Regions from separate parts of the Mus musculus genome. Here all the other regions are linked to region 3. The links are chromatin contacts, called in public HiChIP or PLAC-seq and promoter capture Hi-C maps. All regions are on one chromosome and are shown on one strand. The core of a region is the stretch at or near the end of the contact, and the rest is flanking DNA. Distances in the headings are between cores, read along the strand shown. Region 1 holds the start of Hmgb1 (high mobility group box 1). Region 2 holds the start of 2900089D17Rik (a long non-coding RNA gene). Region 3 holds the start of Rasl11a (RAS-like, family 11, member A).

Evidence for each region. Promoter capture Hi-C pulls out the DNA fragments that hold promoters and counts their contacts. HiChIP or PLAC-seq counts read pairs in DNA pulled down with a chosen protein or histone mark.
Region 1: a promoter capture Hi-C map of liver shows a contact between it and region 3, with 4 times the contacts expected there. The contact joins the promoter of Hmgb1 here to the promoter of Rasl11a in region 3. A contact is called at or near these places in 1 of 39 promoter capture datasets (liver) and 1 of 115 datasets of contacts at active chromatin or transcription factors (astrocytes).
Region 2: an H3K27ac HiChIP or PLAC-seq map of bone marrow-derived dendritic cells shows a contact between it and region 3, with 14 times the contacts expected there. The contact joins the promoter of 2900089D17Rik here to the promoter of Rasl11a in region 3. A contact is called at or near these places in 1 of 39 promoter capture datasets (embryonic stem cells) and 1 of 115 datasets of contacts at active chromatin or transcription factors (bone marrow-derived dendritic cells).

Annotation. Positions count from the first base shown.
Region 1 is chr5:149,051,801-149,054,500 of GRCm38.p6, reverse strand. It overlaps Hmgb1 (high mobility group box 1), which reads left to right and starts at 1,444. Exons shown (of 5, transcript NM_010439.4): 1 at 1,444-1,601.
Region 2 is chr5:144,254,710-144,257,409 of GRCm38.p6, reverse strand. It overlaps 2900089D17Rik (a long non-coding RNA gene), which reads left to right and starts at 1,255. Exons shown (of 3, transcript XR_868683.3): 1 at 1,255-1,331. It overlaps Bri3 (brain protein I3), which reads right to left and starts at 2,185. Exons shown (of 3, transcript NM_018772.4): 1 at 1,891-2,185; 2 at 1,498-1,600. The coding sequence starts at 2,032.
Region 3 is chr5:146,843,741-146,846,440 of GRCm38.p6, reverse strand. Rasl11a (RAS-like, family 11, member A) reads right to left here and starts at 1,370. Exons shown (of 4, transcript NM_026864.1): 1 at 1,101-1,370; 2 at 725-781; 3 at 522-601. The coding sequence starts at 1,224.

The DNA.
Region 1 (2,700 bases), core at 195-2,694, 2.2 Mb before region 3:
TAAAGCCACTGGCCAGAAAAGATAATCTAAACCTATTCCAGTAAGGATAATAAATTCGAGCAAATCCATTACATAATAGGGCCTCAGAAGTGGTATAGAAATGAAACCCAGAATCTATGACTTGGATGTTTTGACTTGGATCAAGTGCATTTTGGAGGAATTCTTTGTTTCTTAGTTGAGAAGTGTATAGGAGCCAGGATTTTAAAAAAAAAAAATGGGGGACATTTGTTTTGAAGTGAAGAGAGGTGCTGTGCTCACCAGAAAGAAAGAGCTGTTAGATTCATCAAAGATTGATGGAAGCCTGTGGCCTTTAGAGCCAGCCTGGCTATTTTTCTCTGCATACCTAAGAATGATCAGCCAACTTGAAGAGCAGGAAAAAGCATGGCCTGTGGGTTTGGGCCCAAGCACTCTCCGACTGCTTCTAATCCCTCAGGTAACAGTAGCCCTAAATGTCTGGTAACCCTAGAGCAGGTACATGTATGCACTAAGTGGTGTGATCGGAGGCAAGATAGCAATCACAAAGATTCATTTGATTCTAACAGTAATCCACACCGAGTCACAGAAAACAGCGTCTGTGTGTGTGTGTGTGTGTGTGTGTGTGTGTGTATGTGTGTGTATGGGGGTGGGGCAATGAGGTCTTTAAAGAACTTGCTAATTCTAGCTGGGCCCCCCCCCAAACATTTTCTGAGAACAGCCAGTATCAAACCCCAGTGGCTGTGCATTAATTCCCTGGTATAAGGCTTTGGTGTCCGGGAAGTTCAAAACAGTGCTTTGTGTCTCACCAAAAGGAAAAAAAAAAAAAAAGTTCGAGAAGTACTGGGGGAAACCCGAGCAAACCCAGAAGAAGGGGTGCAACTGGACGCCTGCTGGCGGGTGCAGACTAGGCTTCTGGGCAGGGTGGGCACGTTAGGCGGGCAGTCCCGGGGAGGGGTGTCTTGTGGTGGGCTGCAGCAGCACGGCCGTCCCGGAGCCCGCAGAGGCCCCCGTGTTTGGGCCACAGGCCCCCCCGAGCAGTCACCCCACTCGGGGAGGCATCCCCAAGCACGGGCCGCACATCCCAACGGCTCGGGGCGGGAGCGTGGAGCGGGAGGGGGGGCGGGCCTGCGGGGAGGCGCCCGGGCCTGGGGACGCAGCCGTGGCTGCGGCGGAGCCGGGCCCTGGCCGCGCGCGCCGCGGCTCGGGCGTGGGGCTGGCTCGGGGCAGGCGCAGGCACAGAGACACCATAGAGCTCCGCTTTCCCGTAGCAGCTGCTGCCTCTGCCGCTGCCTCTCCCGCCTCAGCCTCTCGGCCCGGCACACACACACACATTCAGATTTGCGCGCTGTTTCAATCCTCGGTGACGTGTCCTCGCAGACAGCCAATGGCGCGCGGGCTCTGGTCAGGACAATGGGAGGGAACGGGCCAATGAACGGGCCTGGTGAGTTGGCGGTAGCCAATAGGAGGCGCGCTGGCTGGAGAGTAATGTTACAGAGCGGAGAGAGTGAGGAGGCTGCGTCTGGCTCCCGCTCTCACAGCCATTGCAGTACATTGAGCTCCATAGAGACAGCGCCGGGGCAAGCGCGAGCCGGACGGGCACTGGGCGACTCTGTGCCTCGCGGAGGGTGAGTGCGGGGCGGCGCGGCGGCGGGGAGAGCGCCTCGGGTAGCCTGGTCGCCTGCGCGGCGGCCGGATCCCCGCGGCCCGGAGCCGGCGGGTCAGGCTCCACACAAAGGCAAATGAGGGGGGACCGTGGGGGGAACTGCGCACGGAGCGAGGCTCCGCCGGCCGCTGCCGCGAACGCTGCCCCGCGCCGTGCCGCGCCGAGCGGAGCCGAGCCGAGTCGCGGGGCCTCAGGCGGCCGCCACTTCACACCCGCGGCGCCGTCCGCGCTTCACTGGCGCAAAAAAAAAAAAATTTTTTTTTTGTTTTGTGTCTGCCTGTGTGTGTGTTCGTGTTCCGGATTATTTAAAAAAAATTTTTTTTCCCCAAAACGTGTTTGTGGCCCCCAGGGCCGAGCGTTTCGGGCAGGCGGCGTGCGCGGAGCGAGCGAGCCGGCGGGCAGCGGCGCTTCCCCGCTGTATGGGCGGCCGCGGCGGGGAGCGCGGGGCGGCGGGCGGGGCGCCGCTGCGGGCGAGGGCGGCCGCGGGTGGGCCGGGGGCGGCCGTGCGGGGCGGCTCGGGCCGGGTGAGGCGGCGGGCGAGCGGGGCGGCCGTGTGGGGGGGAGCGGCGCCGCTGCGCTCGCTGGAACATGGCTGACTCGGCCGGGCGCTGCTGGCTGGAGAGAAAACAAGGCGGGCGGGCGGGCGGGGGAAGCTGGGCGCAGCAGTTCTGAGGCAACTTTTTTTTTTCCCCCCCTCTCTCCTCTCGCTCCCCTCTCTTCCTCTCCTCTCTCTCTCTCTCAGTCTCTCTCTCTCCCCGGCCCCGCGTTCTCCGTGCGGGGGCGGCGGGGCGCGCGGAGGGAGACGGCGCGGGGGCCGCGGGGGGAGGGGAGCCGCGCGCCCCCCGCCCCTCCCCCGCCGCCATGGCGAGTGCGCCAGCGCCCCGCCCGCCCGCCGCGCGCCTCGGTCTCCTCGCACACTCACACACACATACACACACACACACACTCACACGCGCGCACACACAAAGGGAAGGAGCCATATTCTCGCTCGCGCTCGCCCTCGCGGCGGCGGCGCAGGCGGGGAAGACGCGCAGCGGCCATTCCGTGCGCCCGGCCCTGGC
Region 2 (2,700 bases), core at 6-2,505, 2.6 Mb after region 3:
AAACCCAGCTGACTGTGGTAGGGCCAGGATCTGGTTGCTGGAACAAGCAGACATGAAATCCTAGTGAGCCCCCTGCACTGCTATGCCTCTCCCCACCTTCCTGCCTGCTTGCCACCTACCCCTATGAGACCTCTCCTTAAATCTGAGAGTTCAGCTAATATTTGTCCCATCCTCAGGGCTCTGAGAATTCCCATGCAGGGACTAGCCTCAAGGCCACACAGGAAGTCTCCCACCTCCATACAACTAACCCCCTTCTGTTCCCAGTGGCTCTCTCTCTGCACAGGAGACCCTATACTAATCCCCTTGGCTCAACAAGCTAGGACCACCTCCCAGTCTATGCTCCCTCTTTGGTGTGCCTCAAGCCCTCAGGTGGAAAGCTTGCAGAGAGAGAGGCGGCCAGCAAGACCAAGCTATCAGAGAGCCACCCCATCTACAGCTAGAGGAAGCAGCTGAGTCCCACTCCTCTCCCCTGCACCAGCTCCAAAAGCCAAGTCACTTGGGTCCCTGAAGGAGGACTCTAACTAACTGGCCTTCAGCCTTCTTCCCCCAAGCACATGATCAACCGAGGGTCCAGTGTCTTCCACCCTCAGTCATCTCTTGTGAGGCCACTCGCAAGTTTCCAAAATCATTAACTTCCTTATGGCTCCACTCTGCGCCTCTGACACACACTTTTGAAACGAAAGCTAAGTCCAAACAAGGGTTTCTTAATTCCATCTCAGAGACTTGGAACTTCCCCCTGCCAGACAAAGGCTGAAACCCTGCCCTGCACGAGCTGTACCTGGCCCATCCCCGGGTGAGTGGCCAAGTCCAACTTGGAAGCCGAATCCTCAAAGCCTGCCTAGAATGAGCCTGGCTGCATCTCTCACCTTCCATAAAGTCCCCACAAAGTTTCTGTCAGCTCCAGTTTGAGGGTAAAACAGCCACAACAACAAAACCACTCCAGCCCGGAACAAAGAAGCACGGGGTTTCCTCCTGGGCCAGCTAGTGGCCAGGAGTTGTTAAGCCCTGGTCGTCATTCTGCACCCTCACAGCCTTTGCTCTCTGCTGGCCACTTGGATCTCCTAAGTCCTTTGGCATACTGGCCTGCGGACTCAAGTCCCAATATCTCCTTAGTACTGGACACACTTGCGGAAACTGGAGGAAAAAAACCTAACAAAACAAACCCTGATTCGCTGCGGATCTCCAGTACTAGGGAGGAAAGACCATCAGTCTCCATTGTTAACATTCCTGCGTCCCACGCACTCCGGGTGCCATGCCTCCCAAATGCACTCAACTCCCCACAGAAAAGGGAACCCATCCTTCTGCCGCATAAAGTAAATTCAGAGCCAGGGGTGAGTGACCCCACCTTCTCCCACTGCAGTCCCTCCCCTGCGGGACTTCCCTCTGAGACAGGAGCCGGGCTGTGACCCCACCCCATCCCACCCCCGCTGGCCTTTTGCAAGATTCCGGCACGTGCGTTCTCCGCCGCCACCCCCCACCCCCAGGCTAGAGACTTACCTGCAGACCGGGCAGCCTCCGACCACGACGATGGAGTTGGCAGGATACCGGGTGACCGTTCGACTGTGGATGTTATAGACCCGGGGGTGGCTGGTGGGGATCCCTGTGGGAGCGGAGTGCTGATCAGCCCCGGGCGACTCGGCCCTCCTCCTCTCCTCCCTCCCTCCCCCTTAGCCCCCGTCCTCCCCGCCTCCAACGGGGCTGAGCGCGCCTGCGGGTGGGCTCTAGAAGCCAAGTGTGAACCCTCCGACACTAAGTTCACGGCCACCGGGGCAGGGCCTGGCCGGGCAGGGCGCTCCGGGTAGCAGCTGCCCCCCCGGCAGGCCCGCGCCGGGGACAGCGCGGTGCTTGGCCCGGAGGCCGTTCGGGGACCCCGAAGAGCTGCGGGCCCACCTGTGACGAGGTAGGGGTAGGGCGGCGGCGGGGGCGCGGTGGGGATGGCCCCGTAGCCGTGCGGGCCGCACGCGTAGTCGCCCTGGCCGGCCTCCAGGTTGTAGGCGGGCGGGCGCTCCTGCAACAGGGGCTTGTGGTCCATCGCGGCCCCCGGGGCCGCGCGCCCGCCAGCTCCGGCCCGGCTCGCTTCCTTCGGCCCGGCGGGGATGGCGGCGGTAGCGGCGACGGCGGTGTCCCGGGCAGCTCGGCCCAGTGAGGCGCGCGCCGGGCGGGGCGGGCGCGCCAAGGGTTCCCCGCCCTCCCGCCGGTCACAAGATCGGGGTCACGTGGGCGGGGCGGGGCGGGGCTGTGGGCGGGGTTTGGGCGAGGGCGTCTTAAAGACGCCTCAGCGGCTGCCGCTGGCGGGGTGTTGTCCTCGTTCAGTCCCGCCCCACAATGGATCTTGGACTTCCAGAGAAGTTCTGACTCCCGGCCACGGCCGGAGACCCAACAAGATCCTGGCCTCCTTTAGCTTTTGCTTTTTTTCTAAAAATAATAATAATAATGTTTGTTACAATTATTTGGGGGGAGGGTGTGTTTATATGAGTGGGCACGCATTTGGAAGCCAGAGAATAAATAACTTTCGAGAGTGGGTTCCTGCTTTCCACCATATGGGTCCTGAGATAGATTGGTTGACAGATTCTGCAGCAGGCGCCTCCACCGTTTTTCTGTGTTTGTTTGTTTGTTTTGGACCTAGGCTCATGTAGCCCAAGCTGGCCTGGAACTCTTAACCCTCTCACCTTTACCTCCTAAACTATGGACTTCGTTGCC
Region 3 (2,700 bases), core at 121-2,620:
CGCAAACCCCACTCCCTCCAGAATCCCACCTACTCCATGCTTTTTTCAGTGTGGTGCTGGAACCCAGGAATCCTTACTACTGAACTGGACCCTTAGTTCCAAGGCTGTGGTTTTTAGATTGTCCCAGGATGTGCTCTGAAAGTGTCAATGCCCGCCCGCCTAGGCAGCTCGGGCACCAGTGGTCAGTCAGGGCTACTGCTGGGAGGGGGTGGCTCAGCCTGTAATCCCAACACTTGGGAGGCTGAGGCATCAAAGATTATAAGGAGTCCAAGCAAACCTGAACTACAAACCAGCCAGGGCTACACAGCAATCTTTAAAATAATTAACTAATTATAATTAGCATTTAAGAGGAAACTAGTTCTAATCAACCATTTCTTGCCACCTAGGAGGGCATCCAACATCCCAACCCTCAGCACACCTTGTGTGCCCACACCTACATATTGGGCATGCTGAGACATCTCACTGAGATCCTGGAGCCAAACACCTCAGCCTGCACCACATACCCTCCTGACAGTCCTTACCTGAATGCCTCCCGGAGTGTCCTGGATCTGTAGGGATAGCTGGTCCCCCTCCACATAGACGAGTCTCGAATACAGTTTGCCTGTACAACGAAGAGGAATTTGCATCTAAGTTCCCACGGCCCCATGAGCAAAATAAAGAGAGAGGGGTGGGGAGGGCAAAGAGATACAAGTACAAGAGCCAGGAAGCACGGAAACATTCTTGCCTGTGTTGGGTTCGTAGTCGCCGATGAATCTCTTGGTCAAGAAGCGCACAATCATTGCTGAAAAAATAAAGTAGGAAAATCAGCTGAAGAAGTGGGTCAAGCTGTTCCAAACTGGGCCCTCAAAGGAACAGCACGCGTCCCCCCAGGTTCCCGGGACAAAGCCCCGCCACCGCGGAGTGCCTTTCCCCGCGGAATGTGATGGACCGGACTAGAGCGACACTCAACAGGCACCAACCCCGTCCAGAGCTCAGAAATGGACCTCTGAAGCAACAGGCAGGGGTCTTCCTGCATCCCGGCATCCCGGCATCCCGGCATCCCTGCGGGTGAAGACCCTCCGCTGTCCCTGGGCGGCTTTGCGCGCCTTTGTCCCACTTACCGCTCTTGCCCACACAACCCGCTCCCAGCACGGCCAGCTTGATGTCCTTGGGCAGGAGGTAGTCAGAGGAGGACTCCGGGATGGGGGCCAGCAGAAAGTGCCCAGACATGGTGAGCGGCCGCATGGGCGCGTCCCGAGACCGCGTTGCACGAGAGCCGCCTGGATACGCGCGGACACAACAGCGCCGGGATGTGGCGCGGCCAGCGGTGCTGCCCAGGCTCTTGGATTTTAAAGAGCTCCGGGAGCGCGGTGGCTGCCTCTGGCGCCTCCTTTTCCCCGCCCCTTCCTGGAAGGGTGGGAGCAGCGCCCGAGCAGGGGACTGTCACCCGCGGGCGTGCGCTCCTCAAGGCTGCCTGACGCGCTCTGCCCGCCCAGCTGCGCGGGTTCCTCCCGGTGCAGCCCAGGGGAGGCCTTTGCTCAAATTGTATTTGCCGTGTCCTGGAGGCAGCCTCCAGTCTGGAGCACCAGCCTAGAGCATGAATCTGAGCCACCGAAAGAGCAAAAGTTTCAATTGGCTGGATGTTTCTAGGACAATGGGAAAGAGATCCCTTTTTGTGTCTTTGTCAAACAGTCCTAATGAGAACCCTGATTTTGATCTTCAGCATCCTGTACACTGAGTGTGGTGGCACACTGGCATGCTATCCTAGCGCTTAGCGGGTAGAGGCAGGAGGGTCAGAAGTTTAAGGTTATTCTTGGTCACATAGAGGGTTTGAGTTCAAGGCCAGTTTGGACTACGTAAAACCCGGTCTCAAATATAAACAACTAAAAAATTTAAAAGGGTCCTGAGGGGTGACATCACTGAGGAAATGGGTAGAGCCAGGGCAAGGTTCCTAATTAACTAATTGAGTATGAATCAAGGTAATTGCAGTCACTTCCCTGTGAACTCCCTTAGGGGGCAGTCATGCCCACAGCTCAGCATCCAAACACAGCCCCTTTCTGCTGTGAACAGATTTACTCAAATTCAATGAGCAACACACTTGGGGCCTGGACCTACCTTACTATTCAAAGATTTCCTGGTAGGTACATGGTGGAACTCAGGATAGGGCGTGGGGAGAAGGGCCCAGAAGATAAACATGGCCTTGTTCTTGGATGCCACCATGACAAGGCTGTGTTTTAGTCTCATCTGCCCAATTGTCTAGACAGTCCTACCCTCATTCTTTCCCTTTTTCCTTCTTAGTTTTATCAGGTAGCTTGAACGGCATGACAAATCACACAGAACTCAATGGCTCGCTCCAACAGACTTTTCTTTCAAAAGATTTATTTACTTTCATGGGTATTCTATCTGCATGTACACCTGCATGCCAGAAGTGGGCATCAGATCCCATTATAAATGGTTGTGAGCCATTATGTGGTTGCTGGGAATTGAACTCAGGACCTCTGGAAGAGCAGCCAGTGCTTTTAACAGCTGAGCCATCTCTTCAGCCCCCCTCCCTCCCCTTTTTCCCCAGACACTGCCCCCGATGCCACATACTCCTGTTCTTCCTAATCTATGCCAGGCTCTGACAAGCTTGATTGAGCTCTCTGAGGCCATAACTGAGAAGTTATGAGCCCTAGGGAAATAGGCTGAGTTGCTCCATCACCAACTCACTCAAGTTTGGCT